Regions from separate parts of the Anser cygnoides genome. Here region 2 is linked to region 1. Evidence: chromatin contacts called from public Hi-C data. All regions are on one chromosome and are shown on one strand. Each heading gives the region's core, a stretch centred on a gene start, on an enhancer-like site or on the middle of the called end of the contact. The rest is flanking DNA. Distances are from core to core; before and after follow the strand shown. Region 1 holds the start of FBXO4 (F-box protein 4). Region 2 has its middle 10 kb from the start of GHR.

What was found. A called contact is a pair of places that touch in the nucleus more often than the background predicts.
Region 2: a contact with region 1 is called in a Hi-C map of liver, with 12 times the contacts expected there. The contact joins the enhancer-like site here to the promoter of FBXO4 in region 1. A contact is called at or near these places in 2 of 7 Hi-C or Micro-C datasets (granulosa cells and liver).

Annotation. Positions count from the first base shown.
Region 1 is chrZ:68,816,077-68,820,721 of Taihu_goose_T2T_genome, forward strand. FBXO4 (F-box protein 4) reads left to right here and starts at 3,169. Exons shown (of 7, transcript XM_013181781.3): 1 at 3,169-3,308; 2 at 3,882-4,117. The coding sequence starts at 3,903. It overlaps RIMOC1 (RAB7A interacting MON1-CCZ1 complex subunit 1), which reads left to right. Exons shown (of 6, transcript XM_066987600.1): 1 at 1-13; 2 at 309-415; 3 at 786-932; 4 at 1,309-1,440; 5 at 1,641-1,755; 6 at 3,113-3,420. The coding sequence ends at 3,399.
Region 2 is chrZ:68,967,400-68,972,111 of Taihu_goose_T2T_genome, forward strand. No RefSeq gene overlaps it. Among named protein-coding and RNA genes, the nearest start is that of GHR, 10 kb to the right of the region's middle. Within about 2 kb of position 2,347, at least 2 of the 3 cell types and tissues checked have open chromatin away from gene starts, as enhancers often do. A contact at or near this core is called in liver, where this site is marked.

The sequences.
Region 1 (4,645 bases), core at 1,919-4,418:
GCGGGCGGTGACGGTGAGGGGCGCCGGCAGGGAGCGGGGCGGCGGCGGGGTGTGTGGGGGGAGCGCCGGTGGTGCTCCCCCGTGAGGGGGGCTCGTCCCCGGGGCCTGCCTGAGGAGGAGGCCGGCACCCTTGGGTGCCCTCGGTCCGGTCGGGACTTGTGTCAGCGGGGCGGTTTTGGTGCCTTGTTGTTCTGCTGCTGCTCTCAGATACATCACAAAGGCGGTAAAAACATAATGGAAAGGGGGAGGAAGCAGGGCTCTGGGTGGGTGCTTGGCAGTGCTAAGGGGGCGTTGTGTTCTTCCCTCAGATACCTTCCTCGTAAAGGGCTCTGCTGCTCTGGAGAAACTGGAGGGACTCTGTAATGAAGGGAGCGAGAAAACACACCCTTCCAAGCTTTTGCAGCTTTATACACAGGTAGTGCGTTCAAAGCATTACGAACTCCATCTAAAAACATCCCCTGTGTATAGGAGAGGGTTCGGTGTATGAAAGAGGGTGTAACAGAGAGGGATTTCTGTTACTCCCGTGGTAACTACAGAATATCCATGAAATATAGGGCTTCTTTTGTCTGGAGTAGAAGATAAGTTAGAGTTGACAGTAATTGTACAGATACTGTGAAGACAGAAAGGGTTATGAGTTAATGTTCACCATCAACAACCCTACAATACCTTTAGCTTGTTACTTTTGTAAATTAAGTAAATTGTACTAATTGTAAAGTAATTGTAAAGTACTATCTGATTAGTCTGCAAGTAGTATTCTTGCATTTTATATCTTTTTGTTTCCATAGGCTGTTTTAGACATTACATATTTTGAGGAAAGCCAGCTTGTGGATGAAGATTTTCCAGAAGAAACTTCCTTGGAAAAAGTTAAAGAACTTACTAGTATTTTGTCAGAACCAGAAGATCTAGTGAGAGAATGCAGCATAAATGAGGATGTGAGTACTAGTGTTACTCAGTGAGAGAATCAAATATTTCATTACTTAAAAATCTGAAATAGGATAGGATAGTATTATTTGTATTTTTAATGGGCAAAGTTTAAGATCTTTGGAAAAAAATAATATCTTAGTTATATTTAAATAGTAATTCGTCAAAATAATTTTTCAAAGAACATGTTGCATGCTCATTCTTTCCTAATGTTTCATGATTACAGAAGCTTTTGGCAATACAAATCTGAAATACGAGGTTTGTGTCTGCGACCTCTGCTGTTAAGTACAGCCTCTAAAGCTGGAGGCTTAATATAACACTGTGTGTGTATGAGTAGTTTAGATGGTTTACTTTTTGCTTAGCACAGTTTGTTGGATTTTATTTCAGCCTATTAACATCCTTGGTATAGAGTTGGTAGAATGTCTTTACTGGAGAAAAGGAGCCCTGCTTTACATGTATTGTCATACAGCAAAAGAAAGGAGTGAATGGCTACGAGAAAACATTGCCATATTTAAAAAGGTAAAGGAGGATTTATAAAGTGCTATGAATATGTGAATGCCCGTAAATATGGTTTTAAAGTGTGACTTTTTTAAAATACTTTTTTATTTATTTTAAATAAGGTTTGGGGGAATTCGTGTCTGGAAATATTTTTGGCTATCATTAAATTAATTAGAATTTATCTAAAAGTGTTTTTTTCCACATTTTGTAACTGCATTCAGTGTCTTAATGATGGAGTTCGTTACTTGATGAAGATGCTTAGCTTTAGATGCCCTCTTCATCTAAATGAAGATGTCTTACTTCAAGATAAAGACACAGCTAGATTACTCAGTGAAGGTAAAGAAAAAAGCGCAACCCATGCCCCCAATAACTACTCCACTTTATAAAATGCTTTATTGTGTATTTTGGTCATTCGACTTCATTTGTATTCAAAACTATCACTTTTTACAACAAACCAAAAACTAACAGACATAAAAAGCGGGCACGCTTTCCTGATTCCCTCCTCATCCCACATAATTTCTTCTGAGTCATTCTTCTCAGTCGTCTGAGGTGGTAATGTTCATTTTCTCTATATTTTTGAGTGCACTGAAGGAAAATGAACTGAGGCTTTATACACTGTGTGCACAGTGTTTGTGGTTTATAACCATACAGCTGTCAGTTGACAAATGTTGAAAGCACAAACACGATTACAGAGGGCACAAAATGTTACCGTTTTGATTTCCCTGTTTAGATCTAGAAGAAAACAGATATGATGAATTGTTGACTTCACCCATGTAGAAAGTATAAGCAAAGTTGGCTAGAGTTGGGAAACTTTCTCTCTCATCCACTGTAGCTTTATGTAAGTTGCATTATTATAGTGCAATTACATGAGCATCTGAGACTACATCAGTGTGGTGCTGGTATGGTGATGGAGCAGGAGAGGATTTCCAAAGTAAAACAGCTGGTGATGAGAATGGGATGTTCACATTATACCCTGTCAAAACTACCTCTACTTTGGTCCTATGCAATAAATGCTCAGGGGGACAGCAGAGCACCTCGTTTAATTTCATCCAAAAGTGGGATTGCTCTAGTTCAGCTCCACATTGATTGAACAAATTCAGTGACTGATTTTGTACATTCATTCAGTAGGATTTCTTTGCTTTGAATGACCATGGACACTTAATGTGTTTCCTATTCAAATACAAAAGCTGCTGCTGGTTAACCCGAGTTAAGATGATGTTCAAAAAGCTATCTTCTAGTAGGCTTAAATTGTGGGAGGCACAGAGGTATTCTAATGTGGTCAATTCTAATACATGCTCATACCTCCACTTAATGGATTGTACAGAAATACTGAAGTTGTCTAAGATAAACAAACATAGGCAAACATATTTTTTATTATCTATCTATATTATATTTTTATATATATATATATTATTTATTTATACATATTTATATGCCAGTATTAAAGATTTTAATATTATGGAAGGGCAAAATGGGTGGAGCAATGAGCAAGACCTTGGTCCAGCTTCTTTTGTGCGCATCATCAGTCATACAATGGCAGAAAATTGTTCTTTGGTGTACCTCTTTAGTAGGCTGATGTTGCCTGTACCTTTTTTTTTTTTTTGCTGCCTTTCTAAGAAAAGGTTGTAGTTAACGAGCTGCGTACTTGTTCACAACAGAAGAAAAAAGTGCTTGATCTGAATTATTTCTGCAGGTATATTTAGTGACACTCACTTGCTGGCGATGATGTACAGCGGAGAAATGTGCTACTGGGGACTGAAACTCTGTGGAGAGGGGGAGCAGGAAAGCCTTCGGACGACAGACCCGGCGCCTAGCAGCGAGCCGGGCTGCAGATCACCGCACAGCGCACCTCTGGATTTCCGAGAACTGGGCAAAAGCATGCTGACAAAGTACGTGTCTGTATGCGAGGGACCTTTGCGCGGCCAGGGCTGGAACACCGGCAGCGCCGAACAAATGCTGTGTTACCTCAGGACCAAATAAACGCGCCCCGCTTCGCAAGGAGCTCGCTGTGCTGTCAGCCTGACCCCCGGCCGCCGCGGGGTGGCGGGGCTCCGCCTGCGTGGCCGGCACCGCGGTGTCAGGCGGCGGCGGGGCGGGCGCTGCGGGGCCGGGGGGCGGCCGCGGCGGCGCCGCCTCTTCCTCGCCCGGGGCCGCGGCGGCGCCGTGCGGGGCGGGATGGCGGCGGGCAGCGGGCCGGCGGAGCGGGGCGGGCTGGAGGCCGCCGTGCGCGGCCGCCTGCGGGGCCTGAAGGAGCGCTGGGCGCGGGGGCTGAGGGAGCGGGCCGAGGCCGCCTCGCAGCCGGGCCCCGCGGGCGGGGAAGGGGAGGCTGAGGAAGCGAGCGCCCTGCAGGCGCTGCCGGTGAGCTCGGACCCGCCGCCCTCCCCTCCTCCTCGCCGCTGCCCTCGGGGCTGCCGTGCGCCGAGCCCCCCTGGGGGTTCAGCCGCCGGTCTCGGTGCTTTCAGATCGACGTGCAGCTGAACATCATGTCCTTCCTCTCGCCGCAAGACCTGTGCCACCTGGGGAGCACGAGCTGCTACTGGAGGGCGGCCGTGCAGGACCCGCTGCTCTGGAGGTACTTTCTGCTGCGGGATCTCCCCTTCTGGACCTCCGTGGACTGGAAGTCGCTCCCGGATGTGGAAATTTTTAATAAAGCCTTCTCAGAAGTCAGCGATAACACGCTGTATGACTACATGGCGATGTGAGTGTCTCAGCATTCTCTTGCACAATTTACAGCCCACAGGCAGGGTTCGTATTTACAGCGGTAAACTGTAAGCCGCTGCTCAAATTTTGGTGGGTTCTCAAACCCATCCCTTACTCTGGAAATTTAATTTCCTGCTCTGTGACCGTTTGGTCTGGTATTTCTCCTTGGAATTCAACAGGAATGTAAGATGTTAAAAAAATAATAATCAAAGCTTTTTGTAAACTCTGTGCCCACTGTGCCACCAAAAATCTTGCACTGGTGAAGCTGTGCTCACCACTCATCCTGATGAAAATTCTCTTCACTCTCATTGCAATGAAAAATAATTTATTGTTTTGATAAAAGTACTAAAAAGTGTTTAAAATACAGTGAATGGAATGATCCTTAGTTTTGTTTTATATCTTATCTGGAAAACCTAGTAAAAAATAAAATGTTATTTTTGAATGTGCTTGGAATAAGTACTGATATTGCTTTAGCTCTGATGGTTAGTGTCCATGAGACAGAGCCTGTAATTTTAACCAGTGTAGC
Region 2 (4,712 bases), core at 1,097-3,596, 150 kb after region 1:
TATGAAACCTGCAGGCTCCGTGATGCTTCAGCAGAACTGAGCTGAGTTGCTGGGAGCCTCCCCGAACGGGTGGGTGCTTTCCCCACACACACAAGTTTCAGCAGACTGACCACACCAGGGGCTGACATCCGGCGGCTGGGATTTCAGGTTTTGTGATTCCACAGCAGCCAAATCCAATATATGGGAGCAAAGCATGTGGGGTGTGTCGCCCCACCCACCCCCCCTCCAAAAACAAAAAAGTTTTAGGCTTGGGTCCTCAGCAGCAAAACTGAGGTGACAACTGATGTTCACATGGGCAGATTTTGAATGACATTCTTAGAAATTCAGAGAATTCTCAGACGTTTCAAAGTGTTTGGTCAGCTCAGCAATTAGATTATTAGAAAAACGAAGTTCAAAGCCCAAACGGGGAAATCTCCTGCTACAGCTATTGCAGCAGCCTCTTCCCTGAGAGGGGACTAAAGCAGTTTGGTGAAAAACAAAGTGAAAGCTGAGGGAAAAAAAGAAGGCAATAAGGTAACTATTAATACGCCTGGGGGAAGCACTAGGGAGAATGTGAGTAATTTCAGGTAAAGGACAGTTTTGATACACAAAAAGTGGACTTTTGCAGGCCATGAATGTCTTCAGGTTGAAATGAGAAGAACATGTGTAACTACTAGAGAACGCAAGTTCTGATGCCCCAAAACTCAACCCTGTGTTGCTTAATATGGAGTTTGAAAACGTTTGAGATGTTTGGATGACGCAGTGGCTGGAAACAGTGGACTGACCCCTGCACCTTAACTGCATCCTTCCCTCTTTTCCACATGACTAAGCAGTTGAGAGTCAATGGTGTGCTTGCATCTCATGTAACCCATCTGTCAGGGTGTGTGTAGGCTATGTATCTCATTCTATGGGTTGGGAAACGTGTCTGTTTTGCTTTTTTGACAATTATTCAAAACTTTCCTTCCATATCTGTTCTTGTTGTCTCTATAAACTTCACTAAAATTGGCACATCTGGGGGAAAAAATGAGTCAGTCCCAACATGTGAGTAGACTTACGGCTACAACAGTATTTTATTGGAACCACTGATATATATGCACATATGAAAAGACAGTAATCTTACTGTTGTAATTCTTGTCATGCCTGCCCCAACTCATCTTACTCAGCTGTATGCTACTCATGCTTTCTCCACAACAGATAAATGGAGAGAAGTTAGAGGTTCCAGTCCTTCAGGCAGCTATGAAACCTTGGTGCTGATTTTTCCATTTCTTCTGTATGGTGTACAAAACTGCCTGTGTTCTGCAAATTACAGAAGCTACGCTTTCTCATGTGATAGGCTTCCAGAATTACAAACTTCCTGTGAAGTTCTCTGCCTTTGGGAATATTAGTGGCTTCTTTCATGTTTTTAATTTAAGCATCAAGAACCCAAATGAAATATTCCAGCAGCACATCTGTACAGACACTTTAGCCAGGCATAGATTGATATGCGGGGGAAGGCAGAGACAAACAGAACTTTAACCCTGTGCCCTCGGTGTGGGACAGAGACACAGCTGCTGGCCGCCTCCTCACGTCGTCTTGTGGTGGGGGTAACAGCTGAAAACTGCTTTATCAAAGTAAACAATTTTATGAAAATGGGAAATGGCAGTTCTGTGACAGTTCCTTATGAAAGGAAGTGCATGCAAACATGTTGTGTAGTGAGTGTATAATAGTACACATGAAGTCATGAACACGATCACTGGGGTGGAAGTAGGTGGGATTCTTACTACGCAGTGCACATGCAAGGAGCACAAGTCTCTCAACGCTACAGGGCCCTCCTCTTGGCTGTGTCAACTGACTTACGGGATTATTTCTGTACAAGCTATTTCTAGATGTGGCCTGTGTCAGAGGTTTCGGCTGGCTGGATATCTAAGCATCTGTTTACAAGTGTCAGGATCGATGGAATGTTATCGAGTGCTGTTAAAGGGAACTGGAAAGGACATGTCTGCTGGTGCTTCACATAGGTGTTAGAGCTGTTCTCTTTTAAAAGAAATAAATAAAACTCACACTAGGTAAACATCACTGCCACTGTGTTGAAGCCATTTAAATGGTATTTGCAAATGACTTCAGGGCTGCTGTCTAAAGTGTATTGGTCTCAAGTCAATAGAAATTAAAAAAAAAAAAAAAACACAATTTGACTACACCACCACCACAGAGAACAGAAACATACAACTGGCATAGAAGTTGGATTACGAAAGCTGATTACCCTGTTTGTTTTTTTCACATTATTTTTGCTCATTTGATCAAAAATATACAAATCCTTAAAAAAAAAAAAAAACCTTCAGGAAAGAACAGAAAGTAACATGCCTAGATTTAATTTTATATATGTCACTCTGTATGTATGTGATCATTTCAAGTACATAAAGCAGATTTTAAAATACTTTAAAAAAAATAATGCATGGAGGTAGAAGGATTGTGACAAGCCAAGTAAAAAGTATAAGGAAATGTGGGAAGTAATACAAGGACCAGGGAAACCTAAACCACAACCACAAAAACAAAACAAAAAAAATTGTTGGCAAAGTATAGGCTTATGAGCATGATAGCTCACATAATAGGGCTCTTTACTATTAAAGGATACAGCTCTGCACTGGTCCTGAATTCCAGAGGTGAGAAAAAGTCAGACTCAGAGGAAGGATCTGTGTAACAGTGAAACAGCAGAAGAACATGACTGCTACCATTGCTAGTCCAAACACCTCATCTGAAAATGTCTGCTGTGGAAGCCTTTTTTGTGAGCCGTAAGACAAATTATTCAATGCACGGGGCTAGAGAGTCAGAGATTTTAGCTGTCCAAAGGACTGTTAGGAATGGAAAACGTCAGGACAGATTGATTAGCAAGCTCTAAATGGAAAAGCACTGGTCACCATTTCTGGTGCAGTAGAAAAAACAGACAGAGAAGAGGCTCTTCTAGATGTGGTTCTTACCAGTAAAGGGTAATTGTTTGAGAATCTGACGATGAAAGGCAACTTGGAGACAATGTCTATGAAACTACAGAGTTCACAGTCCTCAGAAAGGAAAATACGGAAAACAGGAGAACCATGGACTTCAAGCAGGCAAACTTCTATCCACTCAAGTCAATAACAAAGTGAAAGGAAAATGTAAATCATTTCTTGTGGCAGGAAGCACAAGCTATCCCTATCAAAGGGGAAAAGTAATGAGAGATGAATTCAGGTAAGCCAGAAGCTTTTAAGTGACCTCAAGCTCACAAAGTTGCACGTGTAAGTGGAAATCAGATCAAATTCTAAAGCATATAAAATAACAGCACGTGTACAAAAAACAATCAGAAAAACAGGCACAAAACCCATGTACAATTACAAAAGTCCTCAAAAGTTAAGGTGCGTTAATAATAAGGAACAGCAAGGAAAACACTACTTGTTTTTCCTGTCTCTCAGAGGAAAGGGTGTAAGGCGATGACATGTAAATTGATGATCCAAAAATGTTTAGAGTATTTAAAACCTCTTTTGCATGTGAGCTGCATGCACATGACTAGCATAATTAACATTCATGACAAAGGGTTAAGAATTCAATCTAAAACAGGGTAAAAAGAGAATGAGAGAGAGTGACAAAATGTTCTCAAGTCAGCCTGACCAGATAGACCACGACCTGGTATATTTTAAGAATTAGGTGAAGTAATTAGATTATCTATAACTTGAGAATTCATGAAAGATGGATATCTAAGCCTGGAAAAGGACAAAAATATGTGCCTTAAAAAAAAAAGGGGGGGGGGGTAAAAGAAGAAGAGCTCGGAAATAATGACCACACTTTCTACTGTGGATAGAAGAATTCAGGAATTTAAATTGTAGTGAGAAAAAGGGTTAGGCATGTGGGAAAACATTCTAATTGTAAATTTGTGGAGGTCTGATATAGGTGGCTTTGGTAGGTAGGGAGGTCTTTACCACTGAGACCTGTTAGAAAAATTAGTCAAGTAAGTATGAAGAATTAGGTAGGGACAATTAATCTTGCTCTGGTATGCACATCAGGAGTAGGTCACCTGTAGGTTTCAACTGCACTTGGCTCAACAACAATCCAAATGTTACCGTGTCAAAGTGACGAAATGTGAAGCATTCCAAGAACATGATGAGCAGATAGTCTGCTCTGGTATGGGAGCTACGGCTGGATCTGAGTCTCCATCTATGAAGAATAGTAGTCATCAGATCTTATTTAGACTGAAATCACCTATTTTCCTGGAACCCTGCTTTATATTCAGCTTGGCCCCATCCCATGATGGAACTCTGTAGTCCCATAAGAATATTGTTGCTCATATGACTCCTGGTCCTTGGCCTCTCCAAGGCACACGGTATGCATCCCATGGCTTCTCTCCAAATCAAAACATTGTTATGCAGATCCATTAATCAGAAAGGCTGGACATTCTGAACTGGATGACTCCTGAGGTCATTCCTTTATCAGCTGATTCTTGCCCTCGCTGCCCTTCAGTACAGTTATTTGTGCTGAGAATCATCAAAGTGCAAGCATGCAAGATGAAACAAGTTTAAAATAATCTTGTGCAACAATTTCACCCAGGCAGTGGTTGAGGGCTAAAGGACATCAGATCCTGTGGATGAACAGCCAAACCATTTTTTACAAGTTGAATGGAAGTCCATGGGAGGACCTTGAAGAAGTAGGACAGAGATTTTTCAAGCAAAAGAGACGCAGTCCAGAGATCTGCATTTTGATTGCAAGGTAGTTATGGTGCAATTAAGATT